5 separate regions of the Mus musculus genome follow, and regions 2, 3, 4 and 5 are each linked to region 1. The links are chromatin contacts, called in public promoter capture Hi-C maps. All regions are on one chromosome and are shown on one strand. Each heading gives the region's core, a stretch centred on a gene start, on an enhancer-like site or on the middle of the called end of the contact. The rest is flanking DNA. Distances are from core to core; before and after follow the strand shown.

The links. Promoter capture Hi-C pulls out the DNA fragments that hold promoters and counts their contacts.
Region 2: a promoter capture Hi-C map of liver shows a contact between it and region 1, with 2.9 times the contacts expected there. The contact joins the promoter of Thap3 here to the promoter of Vamp3 in region 1. A contact is called at or near these places in 9 of 39 promoter capture datasets (the 3T3-L1 cell line, 3T3-L1-derived adipocytes, the C10 cell line and 4 more), 3 of 484 Hi-C or Micro-C datasets (Th1 cells, cerebellum and pancreatic cancer cells), 13 of 115 datasets of contacts at active chromatin or transcription factors (astrocytes, bone marrow-derived macrophages, cardiomyocytes and 9 more) and 1 of 9 other capture datasets (adipose tissue).
Region 3: a contact with region 1 is called in a promoter capture Hi-C map of the HPC-7 cell line, with 4 times the contacts expected there. The contact joins the enhancer-like site here to the promoter of Vamp3 in region 1. A contact is called at or near these places in 7 of 39 promoter capture datasets (the 3T3-L1 cell line, the C10 cell line, the HPC-7 cell line and 3 more), 2 of 15 datasets of contacts at CTCF or cohesin (large pre-B cells and pro-B cells), 5 of 115 datasets of contacts at active chromatin or transcription factors (astrocytes, bone marrow-derived macrophages, epiblast stem cells and 2 more) and 1 of 9 other capture datasets (embryonic stem cells).
Region 4: a promoter capture Hi-C map of hematopoietic stem and progenitor cells shows a contact between it and region 1. The contact joins the promoter of Dnajc11 here to the promoter of Vamp3 in region 1. A contact is called at or near these places in 16 of 39 promoter capture datasets (the 3T3-L1 cell line, the C10 cell line, the HPC-7 cell line and 11 more), 7 of 484 Hi-C or Micro-C datasets (B cells, the G1E-ER4 cell line, bone marrow-derived macrophages and 3 more), 11 of 115 datasets of contacts at active chromatin or transcription factors (the 230-238 cell line, astrocytes, bone marrow-derived macrophages and 8 more) and 2 of 9 other capture datasets (adipose tissue and liver).
Region 5: a promoter capture Hi-C map of the HPC-7 cell line shows a contact between it and region 1. The contact joins the promoter of Rere here to the promoter of Vamp3 in region 1. A contact is called at or near these places in 5 of 39 promoter capture datasets (the HPC-7 cell line, hippocampal neurons, liver and 1 more), 1 of 484 Hi-C or Micro-C datasets (embryonic stem cells) and 1 of 115 datasets of contacts at active chromatin or transcription factors (memory CD8 T cells).

What each region holds. Positions count from the first base shown.
Region 1 is chr4:151,054,717-151,060,435 of GRCm38.p6, forward strand. Vamp3 (vesicle-associated membrane protein 3) reads right to left here and starts at 3,237. Exons shown (of 5, transcript NM_009498.4): 1 at 3,158-3,237; 2 at 1,446-1,527. The coding sequence starts at 3,159. Gm38529 reads left to right here. Exons shown (of 2, transcript XM_017320565.2): 2 at 1,236-4,340. The coding sequence starts at 2,725. The coding sequence ends at 3,294. It overlaps Camta1 (calmodulin binding transcription activator 1), which reads right to left. Exons shown (of 24, transcript NM_001081557.3): 24 at 4,807-5,719.
Region 2 is chr4:151,985,752-151,991,470 of GRCm38.p6, forward strand. It overlaps Thap3 (THAP domain containing, apoptosis associated protein 3), which reads right to left and starts at 3,235. Exons shown (of 4, transcript NM_175152.4): 1 at 3,132-3,235; 2 at 1-110. The coding sequence starts at 3,205. It overlaps Phf13 (PHD finger protein 13), which reads right to left. Exons shown (of 4, transcript NM_172705.2): 4 at 3,880-5,719.
Region 3 is chr4:151,958,568-151,964,286 of GRCm38.p6, forward strand. The region is part of intron 4 of Dnajc11 (DnaJ heat shock protein family (Hsp40) member C11); the gene reads left to right. Among named protein-coding and RNA genes, the nearest start is that of Thap3, 28 kb to the right of the region's middle. Within about 2 kb of position 2,129, at least 45 of the 459 cell types and tissues checked have an H3K27ac peak or open chromatin away from gene starts, as enhancers often do. A contact at or near this core is called in the HPC-7 cell line, where this site is marked.
Region 4 is chr4:151,930,546-151,936,264 of GRCm38.p6, forward strand. Dnajc11 (DnaJ heat shock protein family (Hsp40) member C11) reads left to right here and starts at 3,175. Exons shown (of 16, transcript NM_172704.3): 1 at 3,175-3,279. The coding sequence starts at 3,208.
Region 5 is chr4:150,278,255-150,283,973 of GRCm38.p6, forward strand. It overlaps Rere (arginine glutamic acid dipeptide (RE) repeats), which reads left to right and starts at 3,662. Exons shown (of 23, transcript NM_001085492.1): 1 at 3,662-3,821.

The sequences.
Region 1 (5,719 bases), core at 1,987-4,486:
AAGAACAAAAACTAGATTATCTTTAAAATTTCTTTAATTTCTAAAAAGGGTAGAATTTGAGTTTTTTTAAGTGACAGAATTAGTGTAAAAGTATAAAGTGTTCAGAATTAAGTTCATAAAGAAATCATCATAGAAAAATCTTACTGTATGATTTAATAATAGTATCTAAGATAACAAGTTTTAGAACAGCCTAAGGCAGAAAGATTGTGCCAGGTGATGGTGGCACACACGCCTTTAAGCCCAGCACTCAGGAGGTAGAGGCAAGTGGATCTAAGCTTGAGGCCAGCCTGGGTTACAAGGACAGCCAGGACTACACAGAGAAACCCTGTCTGGGAGATGTGTGTGTGTGTGTGAGTGTGTGTGTGTGTGTGTGTGTGTGTGTATGAGTGGGGAGATGGTTCAACCTGGGTTTAGTTCCCAGCACCAATAAAGCAGCTGAAAACCTTCTATAACTCTAGTTCCAAGGGTTTTGATGTCTTCTGGACTCTGCAGAAACTGCATACACACACAGCACACACACATAGTACATACACACACACACACATATACACACAGTACACGTACATGTAGGCAAAACCCTCATACTTGTAAATCTTAATAAAAAAATATGGAAGTAGTGGTCTGAGCTTCTCGCAGGATCTGCACTGTGGTTCTACATGAGCACACCAAAACAAAAGATGCCTTAAGACTCCACTAGCTCAAGAATTCTAGGGAGAGCTGGGGCTACAGCAGTTCCACCTGCTATGGGTCCTTCAACAAATATCAGAGAAAGCAAAGACCTGCCTCTATTAGGGAACTAGTAAACCTGGCTATAAGACACACAACAATTTGGAAACAAAACAAAACCCAAATCAGAAAGACTTGTTCCTGGCTTGAATAATCCAATTACCCTATCTTACAAGTGGCTCTGGGGACAAGCTTTCAGATATGTTTTAGGTTTGTAATTGGTAGTAGAAAAATTAGTATGAAACCAGGAAGAGTCTCCTTTGTGCTTAGAAGATGGCTTCTAGAACATTCAGGCAAAGCATCATATACATAAAATAAAAATAAACCTAAACAAAAAGAATATGGAAATACTTGTCTGAGTTTCTCGCAGAATCTGTACTATTGCCCTTTAAATACACGTTTAAAAAGATGACTTCTGATATAGTCAAAATTTATGCCCACACACTGCTGATGCCTTTTTTCTCTAATGTTTTAAAAAAATAATTACATGCTTGTGTCTGTGTGTACAGGTGCATGCATGTGCCCTTGGAGGCAGTTACAAGCAGTTTCGTGATACAAATGAGAGTGCTTGGAACCCAGGTGGATCCTCTGCTAGAACAAGTAAGTGTTCTTTTAACTCCCGAGACATCTTTCTAGCTCCAACGACTCTTTTTCTAAATAAAATTCTAGAGAATTCCCATGTTTGTTTAAAAGTCACATTTAAAATTTTAGAGTGGTACCTCATCTACTTGATTTTGTGTCTGCTGGAGTCTTCGATTACTGCCAGTGGCAGCACTTGACCCCGAAGGCACACCTGTAGACCTGAAAGGTATAAAGTCACAAGTATGAGTACACTGTAATTCCCAGTGCACTTGATAAGCTAATATATAATCCCAATGCTCCAACCATGACATGGGAGGTGGACACATGAGAGTCTTGGAAGCCTGAGGGCCAGCTCACCTGATACATGCAGCACTGAACAAGAGATAGTGTCTCCAATAAGGTGGAAAGCCAGGACTGACATGTGAGGTTGTTCTCTGCTCTCAAGTGTCCTTTGCTCTCAAGTATACCATGGCCTGTTTGTGTGTATAAACTGTTATGGTGGGACGCAGTCTTAACTCCTTACACTGCAGTTATTTCTTAAAAGTCCCAAGGTAAAAAATAAAGGCACTAATATGTTTTTATAACCCCTCAATAATTCTTAAGACTGTATCACTTGATAGTGATAAAAGTCTGAAACAAATATTTAACAAGATCTGTTCTATGTCAATAAAGTGTGGGTTTTTTTTTTTTTTAAACTTGCTTTAAGACACACAGATGTTTAAAGTAGACTCCTGATCTTTTTGTTGTGGCTGATAATTAGGAACAATCACAGAACAGACAATATGAAGAAATAGGTTCAAAGTGCATGGAGGGGGTCTGTATGAACGGGAAGGAGGCTGAAGCAACTGTCTCTGTTGGAAAGTCATTCATCTCTCATAGGTTCAGTGAGTCTGGATTTTCACTCATCCCCACTTTTCACAAGTACTCTGGTTTTTAAGTCCTTATTGCCTCCATTAAACTCTTGTATCTAAAACAGCTTCCAATTTTTGCCTTCCTACACAACTGTCACTCTAGGGTTGACTCACAGCACTTTTTAAAGTTTGCACTGTGTCTACCACCAAGGACACATCACTGATGGCTGTCTCACATAACTCAGGGTCCGAAAATTAAACAGGTAAGGACCGTGCTCTGGAAGCACTATCCATGTTATTTATTTTTTCTCTCTTTAAAGTCTAATATCACTAAAGAGGATACTACGATCCTTCCCATCTTATTAAAACTTAGGCTGAACATGCGGCTGGCTGAACTGAACCAATTTAATCCTCTTGAGTGTGGACCGGACACTGCCATTTGCTCAGCAGTCTGACCAGGTACATCTTAAGTGGTGACAACAATTCTGGCTGAAGGTTGCAATTAGAAACCAATTTTAAAACCAGAGTGTGCTGGCTTAAAACGGAAGAGAAACCCATTGCCCAGATGCGTCGGGAGCGCCAAACGCTGGCCTACGACGGGCTCCCGGCCACCTCAGGTCTCCCGCTCCTGCCGGGCGCACCCCGCGCACAGAGTGAGCGTTCACGCTCGCTCCCGCCCCTCGCGAGGAAGGAGCCGCGGGGTGTGGCGGCCGCTTCCTCGGTCAGGCGGTGTCCCCACCCCCGTCCTTCCGCGTCTGCCCGCCGTCCGCGGGGCACTCGGGGACGTCGCGGCGCCACGACTCGTCCCGCAGCGTCCGGGGACAGGGTGCACCGCGGGGCCGCTGCCCACCTCAGGCCCCGGGACTCCGCGCGTAGGCCTGCGAGGCCTCCACTCGAGTCCGAGTGTCAAGCAGCGGCCACCGCGCCTGAAGCGGGTCGCAGGAGTGGGCCACCATCCCCGGAGCCCGCCTCGCCTCTCAGCGCAGCGCGTCACTCACATTTTGGCGGCGGTGGCGGCGGCGAATGGCCGAGGGTCGACGGACTCGCGCTGCAGGCAACCGAGGCTGAGGAGATGGGCGGGGCCGTGGTGACGTCACGAGCGGTGGCCGGACCGGAACCCGCGACGCGCTCTTAGTCGCCAGGGGCGCGCCGGAAATGGGCGGGATAGGAATCGAGCCGGGCGCAGCGCGGGCTGTCACCTCGGAGCAGAGCGGAGTGGGAGGGGCCAGAGCTTGCGCTGAAGTAGCGCCGGCGCTGACGAGTGGGCGGGCGTTCTCGGTGGACAAGTGGGCGGGGCTAGAGCGCGGCGCCTGCGCCTTTGGGCTGGGCTCTTCGCCGCCAAGGAATCACAGCAGCTCCCTGCAGTGTCTCTGCTGCCCTGTCTCTAGCCCTGGAAAGGCAGTTTAGAGTGAGAATGGGTACGTTTTACATTACTGTGAGCCCGCATACCTTGTCTCTCATGTTAGAAACAGCGGACGTGCCTAACGTTCCAGAATAATCTAGTGGTCCTGAGGAGACAAAGTTCTTTTCTGAGAAAGAGGCAGTAGGAAGTCCATGTGGAGTCTTGGCCACAGGATTTGGGAGAAGTCTCCTCTCAGGTTCTCACATGACAAATATTTGCCATTGCACGGATATTAAATCCCTAAAGGGAGCCTTGGCTTAGAGAACTGTAAGGTTCTTCATTTCTGTAATTCCCTGGCCCTTGCGGAGACGACACTCAATTTTTGTTCAACGGGGGTGAGTAGTTATGTGGAAAAGAATCCCAACAAGGTCTAAAACAGACTAAATAAACTCCGTTGGTGGATTCACTCAATGAAATACACTAAGGTATTTTTCCACTTCAGCATGGTAACTCCCAAAGGTGTGTGTTGCAATTAAAGAGCGCCACACCAGTGGGTACTAGGTTGAGTAGTAGTTATAAAAACCATTCTGGATAGGAGGAAATGGAGAGTGTGGGGCCGGGCTTAAACAGTGAACAGAAAATGCAGTGGGCTCCTGGTGGGAGGTTCAGAGTGTGAAACTGGCACTAGTTCTGAGGTAGATCAGAAGTGAAGTCCTACCAGAGAGATAACAGAACTCTACAGCCAAGAGGACTGGAACAGTGACGAAGAATACCTAGCAGGGAGGCCTTGTGAGGTAAGCTGGAAAGGGTCTTAAAAAAAAAAAAAACACACACAAAAACCACACACACACAACCCAGCCAACTACCTAGTAGAGCTAAAGAGTGTACTTAGTTGGCAGAGTGCTTGTCTAATATGCAGCCCTGGGTTTGATCCCCAGAACCACGTAGACCCAGGCTGTTAGCACACCCATAATCGCAACGAAAGCTTTTAGGTAAAAGGTTAAGAGGTTCAATGTCACCCTTAAGCTTAAGCGTTGGGAATTCATGGGTACTCTGAGCTACATGAGAAAGGTTAATTTAAAATTGAGATCCTTATCTTCCAAGTAACTGCATTTAAAATAAATCGATGTGTTAAGGAACCAGGCAAGGTAGGTAGAAAGGAAGTGCTTTGGGAAAGTGGCTCTAAGTGAAAGGCTGGGTGGGAGAACACTGCATGTGGAAAGTAAAATAATACTTCCAGTTCTAACTATGACCTCACTGTCAACACCTTGGATTTCAGATCAGGTTAAAGCAAAACACAGATAATATGGGGAAATTTTCTTCATTTTTAATTTACAGCAGAAAGAATATAAAGCATTCAGAAAACATTTTCCATATTTTTAAGGGCAATTCAAAACATTTTGCATGGTTTCCAGCAGCTGAGTTCTTCAACAGATCCATTGACTCAATGATGCTTTACATGCACAATTACAAAAATAAAACTTACAAAAAAGGAGACATCTAGACTAGTTTTACATGCAAGTCTCAGGGACCCCCCGTTGGGCGCCAACTACTGTGTGGAACTGCCATAAGCGACCGTGCAGCCAGAAAGGGGTTCATCTTAATGTCTTTATTTCATTCACACAGTACAGCTGATTTTGAATGGGTAACAAGGATAGCAATTAAATCTTCAGGAGACAGAATAAGATTAGCTATTAATTTTATCATGAAATCCTACTCCTGGCACTTGGGAATTCAGATTATCCAAGAAAGCTGCGCCTATCACCTTATATTCAAAATTAAGAGTTACAATCAAAAAAGGTGGTCATAAATGCTTTGTGTCAGTGGAAGTATGCTTCGACCTCACCTAGAATTCACAGTTGTACTGGTAGGTTTTGACCCTACTTCTATCTCCTCCATAAGAACTTCCTAATTCTATGTAAGTCTTTATCTTCCAGAGTTTTCTAACATATTCAGCTAATGTGGCATGTGAAACACTAAAAAATAAATGTGAGGGTTGAAGCAAATCCACTGAGGTCATTGCTCTGGTCAAATGATTGGTCATCTGAACCATAAGCAATGGAGTAAATGTATCCAGATCCATGATTGAGATAGGATATTCTGAAAAGAGCTGGCTTTACATTCTATTCCCTGTTATGAATACAATTGTTTATGTAAATTACTCAGTGTCCTCAGACAGGTCAAATTGTGTAAAATAATAGGTGTGGTGGGGGCGGGG
Region 2 (5,719 bases), core at 1,985-4,484, 930 kb after region 1:
CGGGTCTGAAGTGTTCCGAGCAGATGACTGTGTGCTGCTTAGGCTTGAAGTCAGCCCGGCCGATGTTGAGCACCCACTCCCTCAACAGCTCCGGGCGGCTGAAGGGGAACCTGTGGGCACAGCATCCAATGGCACAGCTTTGGAAACTCAGTAATCCACTGTTAGTCATCCAGATACTCACCCTGGCTTCTATCCACATATATAGGAATCCCAGGACCATAAACGTGGGCAAGGAGCCCGAGGGAACTAGGCTTCCAAAGCGCATGCCAGGAGCCACCTCTAGCCCTTCAGAGCTTGCCACATGCCAGTCTCTGCTTTCCTGCCAGACGGTGGCAGTGGATAGGACCAAGTTCCTGCTCCTCAGGAGCCTGCACCTCAGACAGGAGCAAGCCACACTGAGAGGGTTGGGCTGTGAGGGCGGGCGGAGCAGGTGAAAACAACAGGAAGAAGCCCTGTGGTAGGTAATGAGGGCCGGCCAGGATGACGTTTGAACAGACCCGGCAGCAAGTGAGAAATAAGACCCGGCCTTTACAAAGGATGGGTGGGGGCAGGGGACAAAGATGTCGGTCTGGCTGGGGCACCTGGAGGAAGAAGGGCCATAAGACACACCCAGGGCTTGATTTAGGTAGCAGGGGCATCATTGGAGGTTCTGGAGGAGGAGAAGGACTGAAGTGAGTTCAAGGGCAGCCTAGGTTACAGAATAATACGCCTTCAATTCCAACACTGAGACCAGCCTGGTCTACAGAGTGAGCTCCAGCACAGCAGAGCCTGGAGTGGGGAACTTGTCGAGAGAAGAGGAGGAGGGAGGGGAGAGGGAGGGCAGGAAGAAAGGAAGAAGGAAAAAGCAAAAGCCAAGTGTCGAGGTTTGCTCGAGGATGATGAGAGAAGAGAAGGGAAGGAGCTCCATGGTTCCAGGTCCCTGAGGAGGAAGGGAGGGGGAGGAGGAGGAAGAGGAGGAGGAGGAGGAGAAGGACAGGAGAGTCCTCGGAGGTCCAGGCCTGGGTGAACACAAGTTTGATGCGTTAGGTGTCAAGTTCAAGGTGCTCTTCAGACTGGCAGAGCTCAGAGTGGCAGATGGGCACCTATGCCCGGGGATGTCCCTACAGAGCCTGCCAGCCTCGGCGATCTCAGCACTAGGGAGAAGCCCTGAACGGCTCCATCTTGAGCATGCCAGCACTCAGTGTAGGAAGTAGAGAGGACTCTGGGATGGAGACTGACGGGGGAGATGTGGGACAAAGGTCAGGATGCGCCCAGGGAGTGGGAAGAGAACTGCCTAGTCAAAAGCTATTGAGAGTTCTTTTAAGACAAAGCCGGATAGATGACACAGACCTATAAGCAAGACCTGGGTGGGGCACAGTGGTGGATACCTGGAAGGGTCCAGTTCATAAGCCAGCCTGGGCTACACAAGACCAGCCCTCTCGAATTAACAGAAGCAACACTAGCCTGAAGCAAGGATAGAGTCAGAAGGCAGACGGGAGGGCACAGGAGAGATGTCAAAGCACGGGGTACACACAGATCTAAACTGTCCTCAGGAAGCCTACCAGGACATGTGGTGATTGTGCCATAAACACTTAAGTGGTGGCACACGCCTTTAATCTCAACACTCTGGAGGCAGAGGCTGGCAGATCTCTGTGAGTTCAAGGTCAGCCTGGTCTACACAGAGAAATCCTATCTTGAAAAACAAAACAAAAAAGTTTAAAAATTCGGAGGTGTGGCCAGGCGTGGTGGCTCATGCCTTTAATCCCAGTACTCAGAAGGCAAAGGCAGGTGGATTTCTGAGTTCGAGGCCAGCCTGGTCTACAGAGTGAGTTCCAGGACAGCCAGGGCTACACAGAGAAACCCTGTCTCGAAAAAACAAAACCAAAAAAAAAGTCAAGGTGTGTAGAGCACCTGCCTACCCACTACTCTGGAAGGCCTGAGCTCCATCTCCAACACAAAGTAAAATATAAAAGTCTCCCAGACAGGATGCCAGCATGCATTAAGGGAGGGGGTGTTTTTTTTTTTTTTTTTTTTTTTTGAGTGTTCAAAGCCAGTTTTGGGTACATAGCTCTATTCACTGACTTCAGTCAGAACTACAGAAAAGGGCCTGGTCTCAATGGAGGAGGTGGCTATTAAAATAGATAAGACACCTGGCAAAATCCCTGTGGCCCCACAAAACAGGAAAGAAACTGTCCTCTGACCATCCATCCCATGGGAGACATGGCAAGAGGGTGGAGGATTCTTCTACACACAAATGAATTTAACTTAAAAACAAAGAATGAGAGCGGGCAGAGGTGAGTGTTCCCCCGAGTTTCTGGCAACTCAGATACCTGATAACTACCCATGCAGCCACCCGGAGGCCCTTCCATGCAGAGCACACATCCTGGCTCGTGGTCAATGGAATACTATGCAGAATAGTGCTTGTGGGGCAAGGATGACTCTCGCAGGGCCCGGAAGGAAGAGAGAGAGAGATTCCATTTCTTAAGGTTCAAACCTCGCCACAGCCACGCAGCCCACATGCAAGCTATCCCTGTGGGCTGGTGGGAGAAAAGACTGTAAGTGGATGCCAGCGGAGACGTCTGTGGGCTGCCAACTGATGTGTGTATTTTTCTATGGTTGCTACTCTTCAGCAGAAACATTCAAAGTGTACAGGGTGCGGGCTGCCAGGAACTGAGCCCTGAAGGCACAGACATCGCTCGAAGCCGGAGCAGTTGAAGGGTGCTTCCCTAGAAAGGGCTCAGCACGAGTCTTGCTGGGGAAAAGGGGTCCCAGGGCTGCAGAACCGGGGATCTCCCACCTTCCCACAGCCGAAATCCCTGCCATGAGGCCCGGCCATCCTGGGAGCACTCATTCCTCCAGGCCTCCCGCGAGGTGACGCAGGCGCAAGGGGCCAGAGCAGGGACACGGCCAGGTGCCACTCACGCCCATCTAGTTTGCACTGAGCACCTACTGCTTCCAGGCGAGGAGGGGGCGGCGGGGTCAGGCTGTGAGGCCGCGCGCAGGAGCATCGCCCGCGCCCGGCCCGGCCCCTCTACGCAGTCCCGGTCCACCTCGCCTGCAAACCCTGGCCTGGGCCTCCCGGAGCTCCCGCCCAGTGCACCGAGACCCGCGAGCGTTCCGTAGGGTCGGGTCCCGGCTTCCCCATCCCTCACCGGTGGAAGGTGAGCTGCTTCCTGCGGCTGCTGTAGCGGTTGCAGCATTGCCGGGCCGCGCAAGACTTCGGCATCTCGGAGATGGGCCCACTGCCCCTAAAAAAGATGGCGGCTCGGCGGCCTCGGGGGGCGGAGCCTGAGGGGCGGGGTCCGCAGGCTCGGGGCGCCAGAGCAGGACTTGCTCTGCTCCCTAAAGAAGTTAGAGCTGAGGAATACCTCCTACAACTTGTGCCCAAGTAAACAACTTTGGAAACCTGGACTAAAAAAGCGTCGACTCCTAACTCAGCTAAGTTTCTGGCTTGCAGGGCTGGGTTTGTCCGTTACAGACAGGTACAGAGCCTGCCTGGCCTTGAACTCACACTTCATTCATCTCAGCTTCAGACAAGGTTTGGATCCCAAGGGAGGTACCCAGCTGGTCACTATACAGACAGAAGATGCCTAGCACTGGACTCACCTCACCAGTCCGAACTTCAAAGGGCCCTAATGGCTGTGGCTTTGAAAGCTCAGACAAGTGCGGGGTAGAGGGTAGGGGTGGCCGGCACACCTGAACAGACAAGTGTGACAGGAATTGAGGGAAAGGGAAGCCTTTCAAAAGTGCACACTGGGTTTGAGAGCTAACTGGATAAGTGGAGCAGGGGTCATGGTCCCTTTTCATCATCAGTTCAGCTCTGCCAGATCCGCCATCTGACAAGCAACTGGGGAGACCCACAGCCTTTTTCAGCACAGGACACCTAAGGAGGCACAGACCTCAAAGTAGCAATATCTTTATTTACAAAATATACAGTTTCACAGAAACAGCTTGCTTTATACACATAAACTTTATAATTACACAGAACATGTAAACGATGTTGTGTCTGGCCTGGCCAAAGCCCACGGGAAGGGTCTACTTGGGGCTGACCCTTCCCTCCCAGCATTAGCCATCAACCAGGAGCCCAGAGAGGCTCACGCCCAGTTTGCATAAACAAGCTGATTGCAGCTGCCCAGCTCAACCTACCCCCAAACCAAGGTGTCCAAATTCTGACACCACCCACAGGGAAAGATCCCCTTAAAAACAAAGCAAGCAAACACAAACAGATGTCAAATGTATTCCAGAGGCATTGATCTCTGAGCACATGTAATAATGGCCAGCTCCACTGTTCCACAACAAAACCACACATATTCTTAAATGCACTTAAAAAGAAAAAAAAACTACTGCAACTTTGGTTATTCTCAGGGTGAAGACACTGGACAACAACTGTCATGGGGCAGGTCTTTGGCAAATTCCTCTAACTTGTCCTGGGTATTTGTCCCATCAGAGCCACACAATAGCCTGGGGGCAAGACTGTTTCTATCACAGCTTCTCTTTAGAAGAGCTCTCCCCTTGAGGTCTGCACAATCTACAGAGCTCAGCAGTACTTCTACTTTAATATGAGCAACAGGATTTAAAAAAAGAAAGAAAGTTAAACTGGGTGAGTGAGAAAGATGCTATTATTTTTTTTTTTAAAAAAAGGCTCTGATTTGCCAAGTTACAGTCTACACTCTGAGCTCCTTTGGTGCTTAAGACAATGTGGGAGAATGCCTGTGACCTTACAAAGGTACTCCAGGAAGGGGAAGAAAGGTGACACACTGGCCACTCTGCTCTGTCTCAGGCTAACAAAGAATACGCGTGACAACTGGGTAGGAAACACTACGGAGAAAGAATGAGCACTGGAGATGCTGGTTTGAGAGCCAACGCCCTCTTCCTCCTTTCCCTCTGCCCCAGGACCACCAGTGTCCAGGAGCTGAGCCAGCCCTCACTCAGACCAGGGCTCTGGTTCACACCTCTGAAACTCTGCAAGCTGGTGCTCTAGCACTCAGACCTTGCCTTGCCCCAGGAACCTGTATGGAAGGCAGAATGCCCATTCTTTTCACCCATTATCTGAAGAACAGCACACAGGGCCCAAGGACAGTGTCTTCTGTGGACTGTTACTGGACTGGGCACCACCAGCAGAGCTGGGACACCCAGTGTAACAGTGGCAAATACTTTGGGCTGTATTGTGGGGAAAAAAATATGCTTTTTGTTTTTTACATCGTGCAAAACAAGAAACTGAGTTATGAACACAGAACACCTCCACCCCAACCCTCACTCTGTGGAAAGGCGGCTACACATTGTCCCTTTAAACCAACCGTGAAAACCCAAAGAACCACTGCCCCCCCACCCAGGGCTCCTCTTGGGGACACCAGACCACAGCTCAGCAGCTCAGCAAGTACAACTGAGGCAAGGAAGTGAGACCACAAAAGGGCGGGCAACTTGGACGGCTGCTGTATAGACACTTGTGATAAAAGAGCAACACTGAGAACAAACAGCCAGGGAAACACAACACCTCCACTCCCGAGCACAGCGGAGACAGGACAGCTAGCACCGGCTCCCAATGGCGGCGACTGGCTAACAATGACTGTGTGCCCTCACTGTTAGCTGAAGCAGACCTGGTGCTCTGTCTGCCTCCAATGCAGAGAACATAGCTGGAGCAGCAGCTCTCACGGTTTGATCTGCTCACTAGCTATGTACAGTTCTATCTGGACGGCTTGTCCTTTGCTTAGGCACCTGAGTGGCAGGGTCTGCCTGCACC
Region 3 (5,719 bases), core at 879-3,378, 900 kb after region 1:
CACCCATGGGTGTGGATCTGTGGACACAGCTACCCGTTATGGACCTGAGCACCTCCCTCCCATCAAGCCCCAACACAAGTGGGCTTCAGTCATGCAGTCACAGCCGGGTGGGGTAATTGGAATCAGAACTCTGGCGTCCAGCTGATGACATTGGTCTTCTGACTGGGCCACTCTGCCCCTGCCTTCTGGTCTGGGTGTCTGGTTTGTATGACCCACCACACTGCCTTTTAGAGCCTGCAGCTTGGAATCGAGCTGCCGGATGAGGGTCTCAGGTTGTGTGAGCCGGTGCGACTCCTGTCTGTCCAGAAAGCTCCCCACGTGGCCATGACCCAAAGCAGCCCTGCCTCGCTCACAGGCCTCTGTGCATCCCTCCCTGTGCTTACAGAGCTCGGCTGTCTCTGAGGATGGACGTGGGTCTCGTTTTTGACCCTGTTATGTGGAAGTTACATAGAGATTATTGTTTCCTAGTACTGATAGAAACCAGCAAGGTTAGGAAGGCTCGTTGTGTTCAGACATGAAGACATGGCATACACTGTAGCTGTCTTCAGACACACCAGAAGGGGGCATCAGGTCCCATTACAGATGGCTGTGAGCCACCATGTGGGTGCTAGGAATTGAACTCAAGACCTCTGGAAGAGCAGTCAGTGCTCTTAACCACTGAGTCATCTCTCCAGCCCTGTTTTTGTTTTTTGAGACAGGATCTCTTTGTGTAGCCCTGGCTGTCCTGGAATGGAACTCACTCTGTAGGCCATGCTGGCCTTCAAATCACAGATAAAATACTCTGCCTCCAGCTGGGAATAAAGGCATCAACCGCCTTTTTTCTTTTTTTTTGAAATTCTGTTATGGGACTGAGCAGATGGCTCAATGGTAAAGGTATTTTGCGACCAATTCTGACAACCTTAGTTTGACTTCCAGGGTCCATGAGATAGAGTTCATTCACAAAAGTTGTCTTCTGACTTTCACATGTCACACACGTGTTCATGCGTGCCCCACCCCCACCCCAAGTTGATTGCTTAGATTCCAGGGCAGAGCCCAGCCATCAGGATGAGGCTGCTGTGGCTTCAGTCTGTGCTGTGGATGCGGTCTTGGAGTCATAAAGGCAGCCGACCTTGGCGACCAGATGGGACAGGAGGAAACCCTTGGCGCCCATGTTTGTTGTGCTCAGTGGCAGAGGGTAGGCTAGAGAGGATCCCATGCAGAATGAAAATGTGGCTGTAGTGTGAGGAGTTGATCCAGCCCTGGGGCTTGTTGCAGTAAAGAACTGGCTGCATTGCCTTTAGGCCTCAGATCCTTGCAGGAGTGGCAGGCTGCAGTGGGCCGAGGCTCTTCCCGGGCTGACACATTCCTAGCTGTTCCTTCCAACGATTGTAAAGCCTACGTGGTCCTGGCTGTCAGATACTGAATGGGTCTGTGGCTGTTCATCACCACCAGAGCTGCCTGTCCACTTAGCATTTGTGCTGTCATACAACACCACGACAGGGCACCTCAGAGAAACAAGAGCTAGTTGAGGTTTGTGGTTTAGAGGGATAAGAGTCCACAGAGGATGGCAACATTGACTGGGCAGTGGTGGCGCATGCCTTTAATCCCAGCACTTGGTAGGCAGAGGCAGGCGGATTTCTGAGTTCAAGGACAGCAAGGGCTACACAGAGAAACCCTGTCTCGAAAGAAAGGATGGCAACATTGGCAGTGAGGGAGAGGTAGACATGACCAGAGCAGGAAGCCAAGAGGACGAACCGCAGGTGTTGGGAGACTTTAAATCCCTCCAACCAGGCTGGACACCTGAGCCTCCTCAGTCAGTGCTGCTAGCTGGGGACCGAGTCACCACATTGCCTTTTGGGAGGCTTTCAGTTAATAAAGAGTCACTGTTGAAATTGTAAGGATCTGTCTCAAAGAGATAACCATTAATGAGAAAGTGAAGACTGCTACAAGTCTGTCAGCTGTGGTTTCTCTCAGGAAGGAGCAGTGGTGGCTAGCGAAGGGAAAAGAAGCAGGAGACCATGCACATGGCTGTGAATGGAGCTCTCTCTTGGCTGGGTGCACTTGGCACATTCTCCTGAGTGGCTTGGCTGAATAAACAGAAACCTGGGTGGAGCCCCATAGGCTAGTTATCACCAGCCTCAAGGGGGATTGGGGAGGGTAGTGCTAATCTCCTTACTGCGGGGTGGATCTTCAGCCCATACACACCCAGTGTTACAGAGGTCTGAGTCAAGGATCTCGCTCTGCCAGCTGCATGGCAGCTCAGCTTCCAGGAGTCCTTCCTGCTGTGGGAGGGCTGGCTACCTGTCACCTGGTTCTCTGGTGGCCATTGTGTCTACAGCATGTCAGCAAACTGCACCCCATTCTGTAGTGTGCAGCCTAGAGCTAAGAGTGGCGCTTTCCTTTTGAGTTTTGTAAAATTCAAAAGAAGAATGTTTTGATGTTGGGCATGCTGGTGCACGCCTTTCCCAGCATTCAGGAGGCAGAAGCAGGCAGAAATCTGTGAGTTTGAGGCTACCCAGGTCTATAGAGTGCCAGGGCTACACAGAGAAATCCTATCTCCAAAAAAAAAAAAAAATTAAAATTAAATTAAATTAAAAAAAAAAAATATATATATATATATATATATATATATATATACATACAGATAAAGTCAGCCATGAACGGTTGCCTAGAGCTCAGCAACACACAAGCCCGCTCCAGAGCTGAGTACCCAGGTGTGCTCTCTCCTCTTTAAGTGTGACGGCTTCATGATGGAAAGCTGGGTATCAGAAAGACAGAATGCAAGGTTATTGGTTTGATTTTAGGGACAGAAGGATAGCCACAAGTTCAAGGTCGGCCTAGATTAATTGTGCTTTTCGGGCCATCTAGGGCTCCTTTCAAACAAACAAAATTACCAAAACTGTGACCAGTTGTGCTGGCACACACCTTTAATTCCAGCACTAGGGAGGTAGAGACAGGTGGAGTTTGAGGCCAGCCAGAGCTATATAGAACCAAGTCTGTGGCTTAAAAATGGTGGTAGAGGTTAAAAAGATTTTGTTCTTTGTAAATGCCTTTTTGCTTTTACAAAAGTATGCTTTAGGGTACACACACTTAGCCTGAAGCTTCAGCAGACATCTGACCACTCGGTCGGGTGTCCAGTGGTCCATATTTGCTTTAGTCGTGTATGCTGGAGCCTGTCAGAACTCAGTGTAACTTTGCTCCTCTCAAACCTGTGACTTGTCATAAGAAAACCTACGGTGTTGGAAGTGAATAGTTGCTGCTAAGCTGCAGCCTGTGGGCACGTGGGGAGAAACCCTCCTACTCTGGTATTGCAGCACACTGTCTGCCAAGTGTATTTCCTGAAGACTAAAGAGCATCTGGGCCCTCGGGAATGAAAAGACACCTCAGTCAACTCAGGGTGACCTGAGTAGCCATTTCCAGGACAGTTAATTCATCAGTCGGGTTGTCACCGTGCTCAGCTTTGTCCTCGGCTCGTGTCACCTCTCCAGTTTATTGTTTCCCATAGATTTGGGTCAGCGCCACGGCTGTTGAGTCTGAAGTTACCAGTTGGAGTTCTTAGTTATTGTGCCTTAAGAGCAGCAGGGCAGCTGAAAGTGACGACTGCAGCGCAGTTCTAGGTTTCTAATGGCTACTCTCCCTCTGCTGAATCATCACTTGGTTGTCAGTGTGGAGTTCGTGTCTGTGCTTTTGTTTATAAAAGGTCTTGCTTATAGCCTGGGCTGACCTGGAAATCATGATCTTCTTGTCTCATTGTCCCGATTGCTAGGATTTCAGGCCTGTACCATCATGCCTTGCTGAGTATATACTATTTGAAAGCTTTCAGACCCAGATGTGGTGCTGCGATTAAAGTCATGTCCACAACAGTTGGCCTGCACCTGTGGTGGTAGAATTGTTGAAAAGGAATCTAGAGCCCTATACATCCAGACTCTACAAGCGAACTATATCCTCAGCCTGCCACAATTTGAATTGTTCTCATCATTTCTGGGGTTGACTAGACTCCACTGGCTAGCACTGGGCTGACACCTCCCTGCAGGTGTAGTCAGATGGTGTCTGGGTCTTACCACTCACGTATGTTGAAGAAAGCTTGGTTGGTTGGTTGGTTTCTTTTTGAGCAAGGGTACCTAGGTAGATCAGGTTGGCCTTGAACTCGGTTTGTAACTCATACTAGTCTGGAACTTACTACAATTCTCCTGCCTTAGCTTCCCAAGAGCTAGCTAGTATTTCAGCATTCAAACAAGCCCAGAATTGGTAATGGCTTCTGCATGCAAGCCTCTGTTCACCTGGGATAGCCTGGTGTAGCCGCCAGAGTTGGGTATGACCTGGCATCTTCTCCTTTCAGCTCTGAGCCAGCTTGGAATTCCTCTCAGCATGTGAGTTCTTGGGTACTCACCTTGATTTGCATATCTAGGCTCCCCCAAACAGCACTGTCCCCAGATGAAGCAGTTTCTTATGCCTGACCAGCAGTGGTCACACCCACGCCTCCACCCTGCTTTTCCTTCCTTCTTTTTAAATTGTGGTTATGCACGTGTTGTGGGGGGTGGGGGGCAGGAGGTTAATATTAATCATGGTGGTGTAATTCCAGCTCTTGAGAAGTAAGGCAAGAGAATTAGAAGCTCAAAGCCAGCCTCATCCACATAGCAAATTCAAAGCCTTTATGGTTACATAAAACTCTTTGTCTCCAAAATAATTTTTCCGTTTAAAATGTCTTCATGTTAGAGTATGGAGGTGTTGTTCGTGGGCATTGTCTTTGCCTCCATTCAGAACAGTCTTTGGTGATTTTAAGGCAAATTGTATTTATGATCTATTGGATGTGTCATCAAGTGTAGACACTAACCCTGTGGGCTAACCCGGTCCACTCCAGAATGAAATACAAGTTTTAACTAGTTGCAAGTGCCAATTGTACCTTACAGACTCTCCCTTGTCCTAAATTGACATGCCAAAAGGCTATCAGTAGCATTCAAGATCTCTTTCAAACCATCAGAGAACATGTGTGGTTCTAGTTTTCCCTCATAAACTGGTGTGTCTTGGAATATTCCTTTGTTTTCAGTGACTGCAAATCCCTTGGTGTTTCAAGACTGACCAGCTCTTAGAGCTGAGCGAGTGGTGCACACACCTCTGATCCCAAAGACCAAAAGGGGCTTGACCAGGAACTCTAGGCCAGCCTGAGCAATACAGTGAGACACACAGACACAGACAGACAGACAGACAGACAGACACACACACACACCCCGCCTCAGCAGGGTTGGGGACATGTCACTCTAATGTGGGCACTTGGAAAGCAGGAACAGAGGAGGGTTTATCTAAGTTTAAGACTGTCCTGGATTGTGCGAGTAGCAAGAAGACCCTGTTTCAAAAGAAGAAAACCTAAAAAATAATAAATGACAATTTAAGAAGGAAGTCTGAGCCAGGCTTACAGCTCTGCTGTATAGTCCTCAGTGCTCAGGGGGTCAGAGTTCAAGGCCAACCGGAACAACTTAGATCTTGTCTCCAGCCATGACTGGAGTTATTGAGGTAGCTGAGTGGTGGAGCGCTTGCCTCGCATGTGCCAGGAAGGAGGGAGAGCAAAGACTTGTAAGTATAGATTTCTGAGAAGATGAAATGCATTAATATGTTAATAATTTTTAATGATTTTAATACTGTCTGAAGAATGTGTCATGACAGCAACCCGTCACCAAGCAGCAGACGCCGTAGAGTTCTCAGGAGCTGCCAGCGCAGCTGCTGCCTTTATTTGTGTTTTATG
Region 4 (5,719 bases), core at 1,925-4,424, 880 kb after region 1:
TAAGGTGGGAGATCACGAGTTCAAAGTCCTCCTCCGATACATAAGGAGTTCAAGTCCCGCCTGGGTTATACAAGACCCTGCCACAGAAAAATAGAAAATGAAAATAAAAACAAATAATAAAGATGCAAGCTTTCGACAACAGTTGCATGTGTGTGTGTTCTGTATGAGCACTCACGATAGCTTTTGTGCGTGCATAAAATAGACAAGTGTATCCATAGTTACAGAAACAAAGGTCTGGGGGACTAGAAAGATGGCTCAGAGGTTAAGAGCATTGACTGCTCTTCCAGAGGTGCTGAGTTCAATTCCCAGCAACCACATGGTGGCTCACAACCGTCTATAATGGGAGCCGGTGCCCTCTTCTGGTGTGTCTGAAGACAGCTACAGTGTAGTCATATGCATACAATAATAAATAAAAACTTTTAAATAAATAAATAAATGGTCTGGAGAGCTGGCTCAGTGGTTAAGAGCACTGGCTGGCCTCACAGAGAACCCAGGTTGGTTCCCAGCAGTCACATGGTGACTTACAACCCTCTGTAACTCTCATTCCAGGAGATCTGGTACCTTCTCTGACATCCTCAGGCCCCAGGCATGCAGGTGGTGCACATACATACACGAATAAAAAGAAACCTCACACATAAAATAAATCTTCAAACATGCATCATGTGTGTATTAACCTAAGTTTTGCTTTGCCCCTAAACTACAGGTAGCTTTAGAAGGTGCCAGGCCCTGAACAATAGAGCCCTTTCAGCACTTTCTCTGGTTCCAGGAGCATGTTGGATGTGTGTTTTTTAACGTATAAATTTGTACAGCCCTTGGTTCTCATTATTTTGCCCATGGCACATCAGGGTTTTTTGGAGGGGAGAAAGGAAAACAACCAACCCTGGAAATACATCCATTCCCCCAGCTCTCCATTTGTCACAGACACTTTCCAAGGAAGTGCCGCACAAAATATCGTGGGCCCGAGAGAGGCCGGGCCCAGAGCATCCCTGAGTTGTTATTTATTTTGTCTGAGTGGTGATAAAAACCAGGCCATTCTCAATCACAGAAACACAGACCTGGGCGTCGGGAAACACGCCTCATGTTCCACTTACGTAACATCTACCAGCTGTGTTTCCTTTCCCAAGCAAAGGAGGTACTGCAAGGATTTCTCTGCCCAAGTGAGCACTGCAGGCCAGTTAATATCTACAAACCTAAGGAAAATTGAGACATCTCAACACTGTAGACACACACACACACACACACACACACACAGAGAGAGAGAGAGAGAGAGAGAGAGAGAGAGAGAGAGCCGCACCCCTTGCACGCGCATGAAATTTCAAAAACCAGAAAATGTCAGCAGGTAGTTTAGCCCTAACCACAGCTCTGCGAAGGAAGGGAGAGAAGAAAAGTCTATAAACCTGCAGGAGGAGAGCTGACGGGGCATGGCTGTGGATGCCGTCGTGTAGGGAGGCCTACCATGCTTTAACAAAATAATAAAAAGCTGCTAATTTACAACCTGGGTCAACAGCCTACTGCAGGCTGACTCCACACACCTAGATGTCTCCCGCCAAAAGATCCTAAGAGGAGTGAGCACCTTGGAAGGGACGTGACACAGGCCCAGATGGCGCACATCTGGCCAAGAATTAGGATGAGAAAGAAATCAACCTCTCCTATCTGCAGACAGGTGTCGGGGTCTCCCAGGATACCAGCTTATGACGGGCAAGCGGATGGCTGTGTGGAGGAACAACAAGGACCCCTGAGAAAAGACTCAGGTCATGTGAACCAACAGGTGGAGGGGCCTACGCTGCTGCCCACCACTTGATAACATAATTTCAAAGACACTTAAAATATTTAGATTATTGTAACCAAGACGTTTTTAATAAGGCACCAAACAGCAGGCACCAGGTTGAAATCAATTAGACTCCACTGCTAAATTATACAGGAGAAATTTCCAGCAGAATGGCTCTGAGGTAGGAACCACAGGTATATATGCACGCCAGACGCAATTAAGAACCAAATGGATATTGCCTCCTCATTTATGCGGCAGGGAAAAAAAAAAAAAAAAAAAAGGCCAGGTGCTCCTACATTCAGGGCAATGGTTAAGAAAAGACAAAACATGACAGAAACAGAAGATAAGGCAGCCTCTGTGGACCACAAAGGGTGTAGGTAACCACTTTGAAGGTTTCCTGAGCACACATAAGTCAGCAAGTGGGTCCACCAGCGGCTTCCCTTGTGGGTGGGCCCCGGGAGAGATGCGTGCCTGGGCTCAGGGTGGCTTTACAACAGACTCCAAAACAGGGGAAGGAGCTCAGCCATCCCGGGTTCGCCGCCACCCAGAACCTGGGCCATAAGGGTCTTATGAGTGTGGTGCGGCCCTGTTGAATACTAACCCTGCCCATACAGATACACACACACCACATAACCCCATCACTTTCACAGCCGTAAACACACACACAATATGTCCACTCACACCCACACCCCCACTCACACACATACACTGACCCACACTTGAACACACATTTATAAACACACATCCACAACCCCACACATACACCACAACCCCACTCACACCCCCACCACACTCTCACAAACCCCATACGTGCTCATACACACACACACACACACACACATATCCCACACTCTCACACATCCCACACTCTCATACACACACACCACACCCCCACTTAAACACACGGGACACCCCCACTCATACACCCCACCCCACTCATACCCTCATCACACTCTCACAAACCCCACACACGCTTACACACACACACACACACACACACACACTTACACACAACACTCTCACGTACACCTTACACCCTCATACACACATCCCATGCATCCACTCATACACAAACACCACACACTCGTACACACACACATGCTTGTGTACACACCCACACATGCTGGTACACACATACACAGGTTTCACACACACACACACACACACACACACACAGACTGCACACACACACACACACACACACACACACACACACACACACACACACACACGAGAGGCTGGTATACATATACACCTCCCAGCTTCCGGCCTCGGCCGCGCGGGGGCGCAGTGCGCAGGCGCGTCCCAAGGGCTGCTGTGCGGCTCCGGGCCGCCAGGGGCCGCTGTGACGTGGGCGGGAGGCGCGCGGGAAGCGCTACGCAGCGCCGGACCCTCTTAACCACGGCCTCGCCGGTTTGGCGGGGTGAAAGGTTGCGAAGATGGCGACGGCCTTGAGCGAGGAGGAGCTGGACAATGAAGACTATTACTCACTGCTGAACGTGCGCAGGGAGGTGAGGCCCGCGGCGTGGCGTCGGCGAGGCTGAGGCCCGGCTCGGTGGTTCTGGACGGTCGGACGGGCGGCTCTGGCCCCGCAGCCGCCCCGGCAAGGCCACGGCCCGGCCCGGAGGCCGCGTGACCCCGCCGCCGTGTGCGCCTGCCAGCCGTCGAGCTGCCCGCACCGCCGCGACCCTCGCGCCCCGGCGCGGGTCCAGCGTCTGCCTGGCGCTCCGCGACCCGTGCATGGCGTGCACCGTGCCCAGGCCTGGCCCGGACCCGGACCCACGTACTTGCCGGAAGGGGGACGAGGACCCCGGGGCAGCCGCTGCAGTGGGGAACCAGGTCCCACGCTTCCCCTACATACTCCTACCCTAGGCTAGAGGGTAGGGTCATCAGCCTGAGCCAGGAGCTGGGCGATCGCAGCCCTGGACAGCAAGGTCAAGGCCACAGGGAGCCTCTCCAGGGTTCGGTCGGACCCTCAATCGCTGGTGCTTCCGAAGCAGAGGCTACCCTCCCAGGCTGGCGTTCGTGTCCTCCTCCGATCCCTTGAGCCTTTGCCCAGAAATCAGAGAGCAAGACCTCTCCAGCCTCGACTCGGGGGCCGTGGATGAGCAAGAAGTGCTAGGCCAGAGACGCACCGGCGCTCTGACCGCACTTCAGCATCCAGTGCTTGCCAGTGGATTCACGCGGTCTCCTCGAGAATAAAAAGTCACCCTTGAGGTCCGCACTGTCTGGCACGTGTATACCTCGCATACGTTCTTGTTCTCTATGGCTAGTCCGCACTTGAGCTCCGTCAGAGAAGGGTTCCCGGAAAGGCTTCCAAGGTCAGGTCACGAAAGGCATTCGAGAGGTCTGTGGCTGCTGGGTCCAAGTTGTCAGTCCTTCCACACAAGTCCCAATCCTGTCTTTTAGGGTTTCTGGTAAAGATCAAAAGTAAGGGAATTGTGCTAGCCTCAGCAAAGCTAACCCAGTTGCCAGTAAAAGTTGGTCTGTGTGCTAATAACCAATATCTTTCTGAGTGTTTTCTGCACAGCCACCTGCTGAAAGAACTGACTCAGTGTCTCTTTAAATTGTGATAGGCGCTCTCATAACAATCCAGTATGAATGAGTATATATGTATGTATACATATATATGTGTGTGTGTGTACATACATATGTGTGTATATATGTATGTATACATATATACATGTGTATATATATATTCAATCCAGTAATTATAATCGAGGGAACAAACAGGTGCAATTCGTCCCTGGGCAGTCTAACTCCAGAAACCCAGCTCTTGAACTCTACTGCCTCAGTTTACCATTCCACATACAGCAAAGCTCTTTGTCTCTATACTGTGCCCTGTATCAGCCACTGCTTACCACAGAAACTCCTCCAGGAAACGTTTCCTGGACTTCCAGGTTAGCAGTTGAATGAAACTGTAGGTTTTCCCCTGAGTTGTTTTGTTTTTGTTTGTTTTTTTTCTGCCACAGGGCCTGACACAGTGTAGTGCTGGCAAGAACTCACTGTGTAGACCAGGCTAGCCTTGAACTCGCAGCGATCTGGCTGCCTCTGCCACTCAAATGCTAGGAATAAAGGCCAGAGGCACAAGGCCCAGACATTTCCTGGTTCTTGAAGAAGCAGAGTGGTAAAAGGAACCGACCTTTCTGAGATGGGTTTGCTGTTTTCTTTCCTTTTAAATCTCTGAGTTCTGACTAGTCTGGGTTGTTAGCAATTGAGCCGCCATTCTTTACCCATTTGCCAGAGCTACTGAACCTCTACCGGTCCAGGTGTTCAGGACATGTGAGCCCTCTGGGATTTCAGGGCCTTTCATTGCTATTGCACTGGGACAGGAGCCAAAGAAACACTTCTTTTAAAGGGATGTTTTACCTCTGCCAGTGAGTGCGGCACTCTCTGCATTTATAACTAGATGAAGTCCTCACCAGACAAGCCTCTGTCCTGAGTTGTTCTTGTCAACACATCCAGTGTTGAATGCCATCGTGTCTGCTTGCTGACTTTGTGGCTGCTGCTCCTACTGCAAAGAAAGCTTTGCAGATGATGACATTGGTGTTTGCTAGGTTTCTGTTTGCTTTGTATTTTCAAACCTGAAGTTGAAATAGCATGCTTTAGCCAGAGAACAAAACAGAAGAAATCTTCATTCATGTGAGCGGGTGGGTGTGCTTGTGTGTTTGTGTTGTGTGTCTGAGCAGCTGCTGCGTTTGCTGTCTGTTCTGACCCTGGTCGAGTTCCTGTGGGAATCCTGCTCTTCCCACCAGCACTCAGAAGCACCTTCAAAGGACATCTTCAGAATGGTCAGCCTTCCACCAGGTTCAGTCTCTTCCCTAGAAAAGTTGCAAGTGGAAGCAACTCTGCAGAACTAGGCCATTCTGATTGCGGGTTATAAGCACTGAGCTGGGCTGTAGCTCCGTCCATAGAATGTTTGTCTAACATGCATGAAACCATGATCCATAT
Region 5 (5,719 bases), core at 2,412-4,911, 780 kb before region 1:
AAAGGCCCAATTCCCTGCTCTTAGGAGGTGGAGGCGGGAGGATCATAACTTCAAGGTCTGTCTTCTGTGGGGTGGCTCAGGGAGTAAAATTCACTTGCTGTGCCAGACTGAGTTCAGATGGCGGCCTTAGGTAATTTTTTATTGTTGTGATAGCACATCTTATAGAAGAAAGAGTTTATTAGGCTGTGGCTTCAGAGGTTTAGAGTCCATCATGGTGGAGCAAAGGCAATCGGATAGGAACAGCTGAGAGGGTACACCTTGATCCACAGGTAGGAAGCAGAGATCGAGCACACTGGGAACTGAGAGAGACTTTTGAAACCTCAAAGCTCACCCTCAGTGACACACCTCCTCCAAGAAGACCACACCTCCTATCCTTCCCAAACTTTCAAACTGGGGACCAAGTATTCAAATATATGTGTCTCTGAGGGCCATTCTCATTCAAACCACCACATCCCTACAACCCAGGCAATAGCTGAGTTTGTCCTCTGATTTCCACATTTGTAGTATGTCATGCATGTACACATAAACACATGCATGCATATAAAAGGAGTAAATACTTATTTACTTATTGGATTTTTATTGAGACAGAGTCTCTCTTTAGGTGGCCCTGGCTATTCTGGAACTTATTATGTAGACCAGGGAGGGGCTTGATTTACAGAGATCCACCTGCCTGAGTGCAGCTTAGTTACTGAAAAATTCCTGGAAAATTTAGTCAGGTATAATAAAATTGGGCTGGAGAGATGGCGCGGTAGTTAAGAGCACTGACTGCTCTTCCAGAAGTCCTGAGTTCAATTCCCAGCAACCGCATGGTGGCTCACAACCATCTGTAATGGGATCTTGTGCACTCTTCTGATGTGTGTGTAAAGACAGCTCTGGTGTACTCATATAAGTAAAAAATAAATAATATTAAAAAATCATTAGCTATCTTCCTCATTTCTTTTTTAGCCATCATTAATTTAATTCATATTTTATTTATATATATGTTTGTGTTTCTTTTTTTTTTTTTTTTTTTTTTTTTTTTTAAAGATTTATTTATTTATTTATTGTAAGTACACTGTAGCTGTCCTCAGACACTCCAGAAGAGGGAGTCAGATCTCGTTACGGATGGTTGTGAGCCACCATGTGGTTGCTGGGATTTGAACTCCTGACCTTCGGAAGAACAGTCGGGTGCTCTTACCCACTGAGCCATCTCACCAGCCCCATGTTTGTGTTTCTTAATTTGTGTATGCACATATGTGTGCAGGTAATGCAGAGGCCAGAAGAGTGTGTCAGAGACCCAGCGGCTGACGTTGCTGCACTTGTGAGCTGCCCTGCATGGATGCTGGGAATTGCACTTCAGACCTCTGGGAGAGCAAGCAGCAAACATTATTAGACATCGAGCCAGCTCTTTATTCCCAAGTTCTCATTTTATTTGAAAGGGAAGAGTTTTTTCTTGTTGAAAGGTAGTAAGTGGTAAGGCTTAGTTGTGGGCCTTGGAGACTCAGCAGGTAAAAAGGCTCTTACTGCCAAGCTTAACTGCCTGAACTGCAAACCTGGAGTCCGTGGAGAGTGGACTAGAGAGACCCAAGACCCCCAAAAGCCTTCCTGGGATCACTGTAGCATGCATATACCCCTTATGAAGAAAAAAAATGTTAAATTAAAAAAAGACCCCATTTCCTTTCAGATCTCTTGGGCCGTACAGTTCAATGACATCTGCTAGTTGAAATTATTTTTAAAAGGAACTTTTGGATGTGGGAATTATAATCTGAATAGACACTCCAAAGAGAAAATTATCCCTCTATTTGAAATAGATGGGTGAATTATTTTAAGCCAAGCTCTATCCTTTAATTATTCTATTATATACAGACCTTAACTCCTCTGAGAAGAGTGTATGGTTTAAGGACACCAATAAGCATTTACAGAATATTAACAAACTAACAATAGGCTGATGATTCGCCCTGGACTCATGCCAGAGTCTGTGAAAGAACTCAATAAACATGATATGCATTTCAAAAACTGGTAATTATAATTAAAATTCCAAACCCCACGATCCTATAAATTATATTAAGTAGAATGGGAGCATTGGCTTGCCCTGGCTCAGGCTTATAGTATGTGGTACACATGGTGATAATGTCTTTGAGCATAGTGGGAATATAGTAATATTTTTTAAAGGTGATACTTGGATTTTCCTTTCCTTTTTTGTTGGCATTTTTAAGACAGAGTTTCCAAATGTAGCTCTGACTGGCCTGCAACTCACACTGTAGACCAGGTGGGCCTTAACCTTTAATTAAGATCTTCTTGCCTCTGGCTCTCTAGTGTTAAGATAACAGGTAAGAGCCACCAGGCCTTGGTGAAACTAGTCTACGCCTCCCCTCCCCCAACAGGGCACAGCTACTGCTCTCTTTAAAAGACTCTCCGTCGTAATGGTCTGTTCTTTATTACTATTTTTTTTTAAAGTCATATGTGTGTGTGTGTGTGTGTAGGTTTGTGCACATGGAGGCTAGAGGAGTGTTGGATTTCTCAGAGCTGTAGTTACAGGCAGCTTTAGCAGCCTGATGTGGGTGCTGGTAACCGAAGTGGGGTCTTCTGCAAAGAGCAGTTGAGCCCTGTTCTTTATTACTTAATGAGGCCTTTTATTATTCTCATCAATAAGCAGCACAATTCACCAATTCACATTTTCTTTTCTTTTTTTTTTTTCACTTCAGTTTCGGTCAAACATTATTTTTAAAACATTATGAACTACCCATCAGAACAAATAACTTCGAATCCACTCTGTAGCTCCCCTTGAACCTCAAGGAATAGGAATCTGTCTCTTAAATGAAATAAGCAATTATGGCTCTGGTAATAATAAGAGCAAGGGGACAGTCGCCAAGCCCACCCCTAAGACCGACCCGCTTGAGGTAGACCATCCCGAGGGTCAGTACAGGGCTGGCCGCTGGGAGCTCTGCCTGTGGCCGAGCAGGGCGGACCAAGCACAAAGCCGCGCCTGGGGCGGGGAGCCCATCTCCCAGGTTCCGGCCGCCGCCCGGAGCGTGCACTAAGGGCTCGGCCGCGCCGCCACCAAAGCCTGGCCTCTCCCCTTGCCTTGCCTTCTGCTCATTTTATTAAAAAGGAAGAAAAAAAAAAAAAAAGAGAGAGAGAAGAAAAAAAAGGAGGAAAAAAAGAAAAAAAAAAAAAAAAAAGAAAATGGAAGAGCGAGCTGGAGCAAACATCCCGCCCCCAGGCCCGCCTTCCGCCTCCTATTGGCCCGTCCTCTACTGACGTCACGAAGAGACAGACCAATGGTGATGGTCGATACTGCGAGGTGGGCCGGGCCCGAGCGCGGAGTGGGCGGCGGGTCGGCGCAGCAGCCCCGCGGCTCCGCCACCATCGCGGAGGTGCCGCTGCTCCCACAGACGCTCGCGAGCCGCCCCCCGCGCTCCGCAGCCTCTCGCCCCGCCGGGCCTCGGTCCCCGCCTCCTTCCCCGCGCCTCGTCCCCTCACGCGCTCCCCACCTTGTTTCCGCCTCATTTTCTCTCCTAGTTGAGGGGTAGGAAAAAAAAAAAAAAACCCTACCATCCTCCGGTGGGAGCCACTCGCCCTCTGGGAAAAAAAAATCCACAAAACCAGACATGGTCCTGGGCTCCCACTGCTGAAGGCTTGGCCCACCCGAGGAGGTCGAAGTCCCGGCAGGGAAGCCCCGCAGCCCCCCGGTGTCGCATCCCCGCGGGCCGGCCCCTTCGGCCCCGCGCCCACCGCCCTCGGTCCGCCGCCGGCCCCCGCGGCCTCCCTCCCGGTCCCTGCACTTTCCCCGGAGCCCGGCCGCCACCCCTCTCATTGATGGTGTAGCGCCCGAGGGGAAGGTAAGTGTCCAAGTTGTCAGCGCCGCGCCGCGGGCGCCCCTCCTCGGCCCCTCTTTCTGGGGTCGGAGTGCTCTGGGTGGGCGGTGGGGCTCGGCCGGGAAAGCCGAGGCGGAATGCGAAGGGTGAGAGTGGAGGCGAGCCCTCGGGGAACCATGGGCCGGACGCTGCCTTTGGTCCTGTGCGAGCCAGGTGACTGTACTACGTGCTTCTTGACCCCTGCTCTCTCTTGGCTTCTTAGGCACGCTCTGGAACTAGTCTGAGGTTAAACTGTTACACGCCACTAGCTGAGCAGCTCAACTGTGAGAGGGAAGGACCCGAAGCTGTGCATTTCTTGGATATTTGTGAATGTGGGGGTCTGGGAACGGACTCATTAAAGTCTCATTTCACATTAGGAGGAAGACTCCTCCTTTGTGTCTCTCTTCTCAGGCTCTGTGATTCCAAAATTAGGGAACCAAATACCACTTGGAGCGGCGTAGAATTCTGTCATGATTTTAAGTTCTGCTGTCTGAAGGAGGGTGCCTTCTTTCTTTCTTTATATTTTTTTAGGGTTATGGGAAGAAGGTAGTTTTACATCGAATGGGGTGTGTGTTGTGTTGAGGGAGTATTGCAGGTTTCCTTTGAAACTGTTCGCTTGAGAAGTTGTTGAAATGAAAATAAAATGATTCATTGTTGAATAGTCATTATCCTCTGTCTCTTTTCCAAGGTTTGCTTACTTTTTTTTTTTTTTTTGATTACAGACTTCAAACATTGATTTCAGCAGAATGTGCCCTTGAGAAACTGGGTGCTTTAAATGTTTCAGTATGTGCTGCTATTTTAAGGTGGCTCTGAAAAAGTAGTTTTGTATGAATCTTGAAATAGCCTTCTGCAAAGCAATTCTTAAGACTAAACAAAACAAAACAGATTAACTAGTGAGTGTGAGCTTGGTGGATTACAAAACAGACATTTAGTGCAGCTCAAATGAATAATACATCCTAGGTTAGATTTCAAATAGCTTTTATAATTGCTTTCCATTTAAAGAGAGACCTTTTTGTCTGGTGTACACTGGTTTCTTTAGTCTCAGTCTGATGGGGGAGGGGAGGGAGAGGATTATCTATACAATAATAAAATCATCTTTGGCGAGATATTTCCTTCCATGGATTTGCTTGCTGAGTTAATTCCACTCTAAATTGCAAACCGTTTTTGATTTTGATGGCCTAGTCTGGGTGAAAGCCTGCCTTCCAGTTTTCTCTGTTGTTGAGGTCGAAGGGAAGAGGCAGAGGCAGAAGCAGACACACACAGAGACACAGACACACCACACACACACACACACACACACACACACAACCAGGCAGAGGGCTCATTGTTCTTCCATACAGATATCCATTCTCTCTCTCCCATATTTGGGGCTAGGTTTGCACAGACAAACACGGCTCTTTTGGGGAGGGATGAGAGGAGATGGGGGATGGGAAGGTGCTTTTCTTGTTCAGTTTTCTTTCACCCATTTCACATCTGCCTTTTTTTTTTTTTTTGCAACCTTGCAAGGCAGATGAGTACATGGGACACTAAAGGACACTGTGGAACGCTTTCAGAAGACTCCTGTTTCCCTCCCTGCCTTTGCAGCCCTGCTTTCTGCTGCTTGCTCTTTTCCATCTGTGTAAAGATCAACTCTGTCATGGTGGTCTTGCACTCTCTGCTTTCCATTCCTTGAGACCCCTGGCTCTGTTAGGGGCAGATTTGTTCACTTGATTTTTATTTTGCTGAGTGTGACTGGGGCCTTTATAAGTAGAAATAGGTTGTCTCAGTTAAAATGATAAAGACTATTTGAGGTTAATATGTTGCAGTATTTTGTGTGAGTGTGTGTGAGTGTGTGTGTGTGTGTGTGTGTGTGTAAGAGAGAGAGAGGGAGAGAGAAATTGATT